Linked DNA regions of Danio rerio: region 1 is linked to region 2. The links are chromatin contacts, called in public Micro-C maps. All regions are on one chromosome and are shown on one strand. The core of a region is the stretch at or near the end of the contact, and the rest is flanking DNA. Distances in the headings are between cores, read along the strand shown.

The links. A called contact is a pair of places that touch in the nucleus more often than the background predicts.
Region 1: a contact with region 2 is called in a Micro-C map of caudal fin, with 4 times the contacts expected there. The contact joins two enhancer-like sites. A contact is called at or near these places in 1 of 18 Hi-C or Micro-C datasets (caudal fin) and 1 of 4 datasets of contacts at active chromatin or transcription factors (caudal fin).

The regions. Positions count from the first base shown.
Region 1 is chr13:38,920,824-38,926,207 of GRCz12tu, reverse strand. All of the region lies in intron 2 of slx4ip (SLX4 interacting protein), which reads left to right. LOC137487424 (a long non-coding RNA gene) reads right to left here. Exons shown (of 3, transcript XR_011005995.2): 3 at 1-560. Among named protein-coding and RNA genes, the nearest start is that of slx4ip, 8.4 kb to the left of the region's middle. Within about 2 kb of position 2,762, at least 22 of the 62 cell types and tissues checked have an H3K27ac peak or open chromatin away from gene starts, as enhancers often do. A contact at or near this core is called in caudal fin, where this site is marked.
Region 2 is chr13:38,721,167-38,726,148 of GRCz12tu, reverse strand. The region is part of intron 1 of LOC101882067; the gene reads left to right. Among named protein-coding and RNA genes, the nearest start is that of jag1b, 75 kb to the left of the region's middle. Within about 2 kb of position 3,023, at least 3 of the 62 cell types and tissues checked have an H3K27ac peak or open chromatin away from gene starts, as enhancers often do. A contact at or near this core is called in caudal fin, where this site is marked.

The DNA of each region.
Region 1 (5,384 bases), core at 1,513-4,012, 200 kb before region 2:
AAGTGGATTGTCGTCTTTGCTGTTGCAGCCTGTGGTCTTTGTCATTGCAAGATAGATCAGAAATAGGCCTAAATAAATCAGTTACAATAAATACTTCAACATTCCATAAAATGGTAACTTTAAAACAATGCATTGTGCCTTCAACCTTACTACAGATTCTTGTAGAGTGTGAGCCAACATTCTGTCCAGCCTTACACAGCAGCGTAAAGTTGGATGTCATATTTCCACTGTGCACTGCAATTCTTGCAGGCGATGAGATACTCCCACATTAGTTGACTCATGCTTTGAGACCCTGGGTTTCTCCTTAACGCCTCAGAAGACACTGAATATTTACACAAGACCTGCCACACCACTCTACTGTTATACCCATCTGGTGTATGAGATGGTGGGAGAGCGAGATTCTTTGTTTTTGAGTATGAACGTTAAGTGCTGGGTAGTATGACAGATGTCTTGGCTCTGGTTTATGTGCTAGGTCGACTTCCCTGGTAGATACGGACCACACACTTGGACCTCCAAGCATCCTGTTACTGTCATCAGATCAAGGAAATCTGTTGTCATTTCTGAAACACAGAGGGAAAATTTGGATGGATGCAGCTTAGCAGACATGGGAGGATGTAATAGAATTCTAATCTTGGCGTTCTTGGATAATACAGAAAATTACAGCAGATGTTGAGACCGACAGGCTTTTGCAGTCATTCTTGTAAAAAAAAAACACACTGCATGGGTATGGAGGAATAGTTGTTTAGTTTTTCTTGTCTCCTCACACTTCCTTTTTACTAGAATTCTTAGGATCTCTCTGATATTGTTTAATTGTTTGTAGAGCTTTACCAGGTGATATTCCTGCCTGTTCTTGCTGTTGGAATTTCGCTTCTGGGTTGTGTCCTCGCTTGTGGAAAAAACAGAAATCCATTCAGGTGTGCTAACATCCAGAGCTTAACTCGCAGAGTGCTTCAGAGTTGCTAGAAATAAAAGCCAGCTTAGTTATAATCACACTGATTTATTAGTGGTTCATGTTGAGGTTTTGAAAACCTCTGACCCTAAATAGGGGCTCCAGACTTTAAAAAAAATGATTAAGGATTTACTGGCACCCATAATAAACATTTGGCTTTTAAACAAATTAAACACTTTAATTATAGAAATAGCTTTTTAAGGGGAAAAATACAGAATTGATGAATTATATTTGTACAACATTTATTACAATAAAATAAAAAAGGCCTGTGAAGGTTTGTTTAGAATACATAACTGAAAAATGACTGGAGATATTCTAAGAGTGTCTTTAAGCTTGGTTATGCTTTTTAACGATTTACTGGCTTAGTGAAACCAAAAAACAAACTGGCAATCAAGTCTTGTTTTGGGAATCAATTAAATTAAATTAAAGTTTTAAAATAATCGTCTTTTGATCACAAAGTGGACCTCGCAACTTATCATCAAACATTCGAAGCATGACACCTTTTGAAACGCCTTACGATGTGATAGCTAACAAAACTAGGCTTTTGTTTTTATAACCTTATAAGTAACCTTGCATGGTGAAAATTGTGTAAATTGTTTATGAATGTTAATAAGTATTTATAAATAGTTTTACTGCCGCAGACACATCACACTGAAGTCCGATTACTCTCTGAAGCTAAACAGGGTTGAGCCTGGTCAGTACCTAGATGGTAGACAACATACTTAACCGCCAACTTAACCAGCATATGTTTTACACAGCGGATGCCCTTCCAGCTACATCTCATCACTGGGAAACACCTATGCACTTTTTTTCAAACACATACACTACGGACAATTTAGTTTACCCAATTCACCTACTGTATAGTGCTTGTCTTTGGACTGTGGGGGAAACCGGAGCACCCGGAGAAAACCCACACCAACACGGGGAAAACATGCAAACTCCACACAGAAATGCCAACTGCCAGGCTCGAACCGGTGACCTTCTTGCTGTGAGGCGAGATCGCTACCCACTGCGCCACCGTGTTGCCCCAAGTATTCTTTTTATTTATTTATTTATTTAATATAATTTAGTTGAAGTTCTTTCATTGGTATATTGTACTGTCATATCTTAGTATTGGTTATGATAGCTGGATTTTTATACTGTAACTTTTTATAGATTTTTGTTTTGTGAGATTTTTGCAAATCTTTTTTTGTCTTTTTCTTTCATTTTTATTGGATTCAGAGCCCTGCTAAGTGTCACATAACAAATCCCACTTTGGATGTCATAGATATTCATCAAAGGACGGGCTTGATGCGCTTCTAGATCTCACAATTTCTAAAATAATATCTATGCTAGATGAAAGTAGCAAGAGGACGTATTGGAAACTTTAGTTTACTCACATTCAGTGTTGACAACAAACACTGTTGCTGTGACAATGTCAAGTTTAGACATGATGTTAGAGAGTTGGGGGTAGGCAGTTTTTACTTCAACCAATAGAAATCTTCCATTGAACACCTTAGCAACCGCACAACAACATCTTGGCAACCACCCAAATCACACTACCATCACGGCTTCATGTTTTCCATGTAAAAATCTAGATAAACTTGTTTGTGTCTCATGTCTCTTTTGCTTGTTTGAAATTGACAGCACCAATGTTGACCCTCTTGAAAGAATTCCAGGTGACTCACACTACACAAAATCAGCAAGTCAAGACCAAAGATTTAAACCTTTAACAGGCAACACCCAGAGATCTAAAGAGTTCCCTTAGGCTCCGGAGACTGTTCGTCGACCTGCGACGCTCTTGCAAAGACAAAGACGGAGCTAGACGGAGGGGGAGTTTTATTGAGTGAGACTGTTTCTGCTGCCCTCTCTCTCTCTCTCTCTCTCTCTCTCCCTCTCTCTCTCTTTCTCGCTCTCTCTCTTTCTCTTTCAGTATAAACATCTGTGGCTGGTTAATGTTAGCCCCAGAGCTAAGTGCAGAGAAAGGGGTTCTGGTTCTCACAACAGTGATAGCAGTGGTAAAAGGGCAGGGAGGTGTGGTGGCGAACAGGCAACAGCTACACAAATGCTCCTGGGCCGACTGCCCAATACTAATCAGAGAGAGAGGGCAGGAGAAAGCCCATTTAGGGGGGTAAAACTGATAAGAGAAGGTAGCTGGGGAGCATCTTGGGAACTGAAAGTGATGCAGAGTAGGAGTCCAAAAAGCTGAAAGCGACTCTGCTTTGCCTTGTGTGTTTTCTTAACAATAGGGAGCAGAAAATAGCACAGCTTAGTTGTGGACTTTGGTCAGAATGGCAGGGACTGATTTGGTACTGTTCTGTTTTATTGTTTGTTTGGTTTCAGGGCCTTTGTAGTATGTTTTTGGCAGGTCAAGCTGATCTGATAAAGAGTGAAATGTAAGAACCAGTTTAATCTGGAGGTTATTGACCCACAAGAAGCCTCAGGTGTATTCAACGAGAATCAACAAACCAAAGGAAAATGAAAAAGCAGCTCTGCCTCAAGCTCTATGTACAATAATTAATATGGCAAAGACTAAAGAAACCTTGTACGATCCTATCTGCAAAGGATTTCCTGAAGACACTATCACTCTTCCTACACCATGCGACAGAGAGCTGTCAAGACTTTCATTGCACAATAGTGAAGAATTTGGTAAAACCATAGACCCTTTTCACATTTCCGGGTTTCTCAGTAGCCGAAGGCATCAAAGTTAAGTAAACTTAACGCGCAGTGAATTGGAGAGTACAAAAAGTTTTTTTACAGTCCTATTTGCTGAAATAATAAAAAAGAAATGACACAATAGTGTTAAGACTTTCAGAAAAAGAAAATAGTTTGTGAGACTGATGACGGCAGCCAGAGGAGAGAATAACTTCAAATTTACTCTAAGCCCCATAAACGATGCATTAGAAACTCCTTGCATAAGCAGTAATTTGTTAGTTTGACGCAAAGATAATATAATGCATTCATAAATGCATATAAATCTTCTTAGTTTTTTTCAAATCAAAATATTAAAAAATTTCAAAGAATTTAGATTATGTTGACCGTTAAATGCATCATAACAGTTTTGTGAAAAGGCTCCATTGAAAGTGTTTAAAATAAGTAAGGTAGACTAATACATTACACTGGGATAAATAATGAAGCAGCAAATAAACATGGAACTCCACTAACAAAAGGAACTCTGCAAACATACGTCTAGTAGATTACAGATTCTGAGAAATTTCATGCATCCGCTTAGGGAATAGTTTAACAGAGGTTGTGTAGCGGCTAAGGTCAGAGATCACCTCTAGTTTCAGCTGTTTTCAGACTGATTTACTTTTTTTTTGTTTTTTTTTCAAACTGAAAGAGATTTCTGTAAGACATTCAAGAAAATCATTGCAAGAGTAACTGTTGCAAAATGTGTTATGTTTTTACACCACTCTCAAATGCAAATACAGCCAAGGATTTGCTGGTTTACTGGTATAATAATAGACTTTGGATGGCTTTTTAGTGTTTGTTATTGTAAAGTTTCGCAGACTGTTTTGGGAATTCAAACAACAAAAATTAATCCAAATCTACAGATCTTTTTATTGTAGCTTGTTAATGCAACATTGGTTCATTTGCTGGTATTTATGCAAACAGGAAGGTTGTAAAATGTACAAAACCCCCAAGTTTAATTTATTTGGCTTCTCCATTCATAGAAACATGTGTCCTCTCACTGCCCGCTTTAAAGAGATTTGCTCCACAGTTGAAGGTTCTGTCATCATTTATTCATTTTCTGCTGTTTCACCTGTATTTTCCCATTCAGTGAACATATCAGACCTCTTTGACCTTTACTCCTATGCATCATAATATGCATGAATTGATGTTGTACCTTCTTTTGTGCTCTGTATGCATGGCATATGCATGTTTAAACAACATATATGTGAATTAATGATCGCATGTCTTTCAGTTTTTGCTAAACAACCCTTAAAACACCAATTTCACCAGTCCTTCTCGAAGCAACCCTTGTTTTTCTTTCCAAACAGTCTGTAACAATGTGGACTTGACTCATTCTAACTGCACATTTAGGACTCCCATAACAGGCAAATGCAGTTTACTGTTTCTCTCTGTCCCATAGTTGCACAGGGCCTGGAAAAGCCGAGCGAACATGTCTCACAAACACTGGGAACATTCCTACAGTGTTTTGTAATGGCATATTTCAGATTTCGAAAAGAAAGTGGAGAAAAACAAAACAGCATGCGATAACGCGGCGGTTCCAGAAGCAGCATAAGAAGACACATTATGGAACCATCGAAGCCAAGCTCCTTTTCACTGCCTGATTGACAGTTCCCGTCCATCCCCTCTGATGCTTTCCCACGCCACAGTAATTGTAAAAGGCAGTCAGCCGAAACCACTGGTCAGTCGCAGAATGGCCACAACACAAAGACTTGATGAGAAAGCCGGCCAGTGTTTTCTAAAGGATCTGCTGTCCTCCACATAC
Region 2 (4,982 bases), core at 1,774-4,273:
CAAAAACAAAAACTATGAGCAGACATACTTAAGGTTTCTAATCTTGCTGTCCCCAGAAATGTAGACCTGGGTACATATCCGTAATGAGCCTGCGTTGAAAAATTGAGAGAAGCCAGGCTCTTTAAGGGTAGCCATTTCTCATCTAGACCTGTAGTCATTTTGGCGAGCTTGAGAATGATGATCATCTATCATAGAGGAAGTGCAGGTCCAAGTAGGTCACAGGCAGGTGTTCTGACAAGCAGATAGGATCAATGCAGAGATTTACCTGTCACTTTTCAGAAATCAGTCTTGCGTTCTTGACTTATTGATGACCGTAAGAATCATCTGCTAGATAGAGGCCGGATCCAAGATTTTGTCTTTGGAATAAGGAGAAACAGACAAACTAACAAGAGCATAGATTCTGTTCAAATTTCAGTGTCTTCAGAGGATTTGGATTTTAAAGTTATGCATTTGTGTTTTAAGTATGCCAATGCCAACTGGTGTGTCTTTAATGGATTTAAACTGAAAGATCGTGTCTGCCCCCCAAATTATGCTAGGACATACTTGAAATACTGTGCTATAGTCATTGTCGGAAGTTAATAACACTAATTAAGTAAGTAAAGTATTTAAATTTAGCTTATTATTAGTATTAGTATTCTTATTATTATAGAACTGCATAGTCTTAATCGCATTAATACCATCATATAGGGCTGTCATCACATTCTGCAACAGAATGCAGATGATTTTCCTGTTACTTTTCAGGGATCAGTCTTGTATTCTTGACTTATTGATGACCGTAACAATCACCTGCTAGATAGAGGCCAGATCCAAGATTTTGTCTTTGGAAAAATGAGAAACAAACAGACTAACAAGAGTGTAGATGCTGTTCAAAACTGTGTCTTTAGAGGATTTGGATTTCAAAGTTATGCTTTTGTGTTTTATGTGTTTGCTAATGCCAAGAGGTGTATCTTTAATCTAGATTTAAACTTTGAGTGTGTCTACTTCCCAAACTATGCAAGGACATACTTGACATACTGTGCTATAGTCATATTTTTTATTTTATTTTTGTTAACAAATGTTTATTAAGTTTTTCAGGAAACAATATAAAATGAAAAAAAGAACAAGTGCAATTTTAAAACCCACTCCCGCCCATCCAGCTCCTGGTGGACTTCAAAACATGAATAAAATAATAATAATAATAATAATAAATAAATAAATAAATAAATAATTTTACAAAAGAATTTTACAAAGACTTTAAAAAGAATAATACAACATCAAAGGCTGAATGCCATATACTGACAGTTTTCACATTAGCACCATGTATACGGGAAGTTGTGAGTTCCATTGAGAGAATATCCAACAAATACACTGTCCAGGTTCGTCTATCCATGGTATGAGGAGGATTCCAGCGGTTGACCAGCAATTTTTTGCTGCTGTGAGAGCAGTTAACAGAAGACATCTTTGTTGAACGGAGAAAGTGAGGTCCCAAAAGTGAACAGAGATTACAATTAGAAGATGAAGAGAGATTTATATAAAAACGTTTCTTTGGTGTCAAGTAGAACATATGCAGCAATTTCAAATGTATAATTTGGTGATTAGGATTTCTAGAGGACAATTTAAATATCTCCTATACCTGATCTGAAAATAAAACGTGTGCATCCTCATTAAGGTCCTAAGCCCAAACAGTTGTGATAGGTAGAGGTTTATATGAATGCTCAAGAAGAGAGAGATAGATAACTGAAGCAGAGGATGGAGATTTGTCAGAAGGAAGGATTCATTTACCTAATGGGTGAATAGATAGTTGAGAGTTCCAAGGTACCCCATAACCCAGAAGAGCTGATCTAATGCTCAGAAACATAAAAAAAAGTGCCTGGCAAATTATATTGAGTTTTAAAATTCTGGAAGGCTTTATCTCATAAAGTTTTTACTTTATTATGAGACCATAGCGGATACTATAGTCATATTTGGAGTTAACAACACTAATTAAGTAAGTGGAGTATTCCAGTTTAGCTTGAAGTATTCTTATTATTATGGAAGTGCGTAGATTTAATCGCAGTAATACCATAGTGTAGGTCTGTCATCACATTCTGGGACAGGATAATTTACATACACCGCATTAATAAAGAGTTTCATGACATTTAGTATAACATGCAAAATAAGTGAAGTGTATTTATAAACTATTTTCAAGAGGATCTTGTGCTTATGATTGCCTGCAGCCGGTCCTGCATTATTCATTTTATTATTCACCAATTAGACGATTCCTAAGCCAAACTATAAATACCCTAAATTCCATATAACAGCCATCTTTATTTTGGAGAATTCCCCCTTCCACCCCTACTCCTCAACCTTTCTTAGATGGGTGGCACGATGACCCAGTGGTTATCACTGTTACCTCACAGCAAGAACGTCACTGGTTCTTACAAAGCCAGCTGACGTTTCTGTGCAGAGTTTACACGTTTTCCCGTGCACACATGTGTTTTCCCCGGGTTTTGCAGTTTCCTCCCACCGTCCAAAAACATGCAACTTAAGTTAATTGACGAATCTAAATCACCACCATAAACATGCTCCTAGTAAGAAGTTATCTCTTAAGAGCAATCACTAGCTGTTCATAGCTACTACAGCAGGAGAGTTCTCGAGATCTACCTTAGCTCAAACTCCCTTCTTGGTCATAAATGAAATCTGTGTTGGGTAACAAAGACAAACTGATTGAGTGAATGTTGGATTTCATCGCATGTGGATGTAATGATGTATGCCATTAATCAATCAATGTACTAAAACCATGTAAAACACAAACATACGGCAATATTCTAAAAGCAACTCCTGTGAACACTTTAATAATAATGTCTTAGAGTAATGTAAATAATGTGTTTATTGATGTCCATGTAAACATGCTCACTGAGAGGTTGGGGGAGAGCAATAGAAAGAAAAGGCCTGAAAAATAAGAGTGGTGTATGTCAGAGAAAAGAGAGAGGGAGGGAGGGCTGAAGTCTAGAGGCCCAGACAGGCTCGAACAAGAAAGTAAAGAAAATATCTAATTGGAATCAAGTGTCTTGACAGAGAGCGTGGGCGACTGGATTCCGCAGAGCGTGCTGCTTTTTCTTTGAGGGTAAAGAGTATTAGAAAATCCCCTCCATAACAATTCTTTATTTCTTGGGGTGGTGTGTTAAACTTGTAGAGACAGAATGCCAGGGGTGCGGCTGCAGATTTCCAGAGACACCCTCGTCTGATGACTTCAGCCTCTGATTCTGGAGCGTGTGTGTGTGTGTGTGTGTGTGTGTGTGTGTGTGTGTGTGTGTGTGTGTGTGTGTGTGTGTGTGTGTGTGTGTGTGTGTGTGTGTGTGTGTGTGTGTGTGTGTGTGTGTGTGTGTGTGTGTGTGTGTTTGTGTGTGTTTGTGTGTGTGTGTGTGTGTGTGTGTGTGTGTGTGTGTGTGTGTGTGTGTGTGTGTGTGTGTGTGTGAAGGCAGGAGCTCAGACTTCCTCAAACAGCATTTCGTGCATTTCTCGTGCATTGATTGACCCTGCGCTCGTTGGGGCTGGATCAGTTTACCTTAATTAAATATTCAATTTTCAAGAATGTTAATTGCTGTCCTGTGCCTGTGAGTGCTTTTTATGGAGCGCCTGGGATTGATGTGTGGCTAGAGGCTACATTTTTTGGGGATATATGCAAAGTTTGGAATGTATAGGGTGTTGTCTTGTGGTAGGTCAGTGGATGTATAACTGGTTTAGCTGTGGATTGAACTTAACTAGTTTAATTTAATGTATTCATGCAGATTAAGCTTTTAATTTAAGCTTTTTATCAAGATTTATTTGTTCCCTGTGGTAAAATACCTTTTCATTTCTCTGTTCAAATAGGTTTTTTGCTGTTTGTTGTATTGGCTACCTTATCACACTATGTGTTGCTTATTGTATACTTCTTATTCCTATCAGTAGCATTAAAAAGGCAAATTGTTTAAAAGGGAAATAAAAAGTTAGTTATTTTATTATTATTTGTATTAACATGTTAGGCCCCCATTTAAGGGGAAAACCCCATTCTAACTTAAAATAGTAACAGTTCTTGTCCCCAGTGAGCTACAAACAAAAATAAGGTGTCATTGGAAAGAAGGCACTTTGAGCTTTACTATGTTATTAGTAGGTATTTGGTACATCTGGTTTTTCCAGTTCTCCAGTTTAATGCTAAAAAATATAAAAAGTTATACATGCAAAAGTAATGAGAACCAAAATTTGTATTTTTTCATTTACGAACACAGGAAAACATTCTTATAAAAAAACTAGAATAGATATTTCTTGAAAACCAAGTGTCTTGTGAGTATATATTTAAAATTTGATGAAGACAGCATGCAAAATAGGATTTTTGCAAAGAGTTTTCTGACGCTATATCGCTGTCCTTCTCATTGTCAGAAGCACTTTCTCAAAAATGACCATCTCAAATGAAACAGTGCCTGAATAATTTGGATTACATTCTCAGTTTCTTTGTCTGTGTATATGAATTATATTTGTATAAATACATATACATTCTACATTGGTCTACTTTCTCAATTTACACACAGTTGAAGTCAGAATTATTAGTTCCCTGAATTATTAGCCCCCCTGTTAGCCCCCCCAACACCCCCCAACAACTAATCTCTAATAACTGATTTCTTTTATCTTTGTCATGATGACAGTAAATAATATTTTACTAAATATTTTTCAAGACACTTCTATCAGCTTAAATTGAAATTTAAAGGCTTAACTTGGTTAATTAGGTTAACTTGGCAGGTTTGGTATTATTAGACAAGCTGTTGTATAATGAGGATTTGCTCCGTGGACTGAAAATGGTTAAAAAAATAAAAATTGCTTTTATTCTAGCCAAAATAAAACAAATAAGACTCTTTCTGGAAGAAAAAATATTATCAGACATCCTGTGAACATTTCCTTTTCTCTGTTAATCATAATGTGGGAAATATTTTAAAAAGAAAGAAAATTGAAGATGGGCTAATGATTCTGACTTCAACTGTATGTGGGTA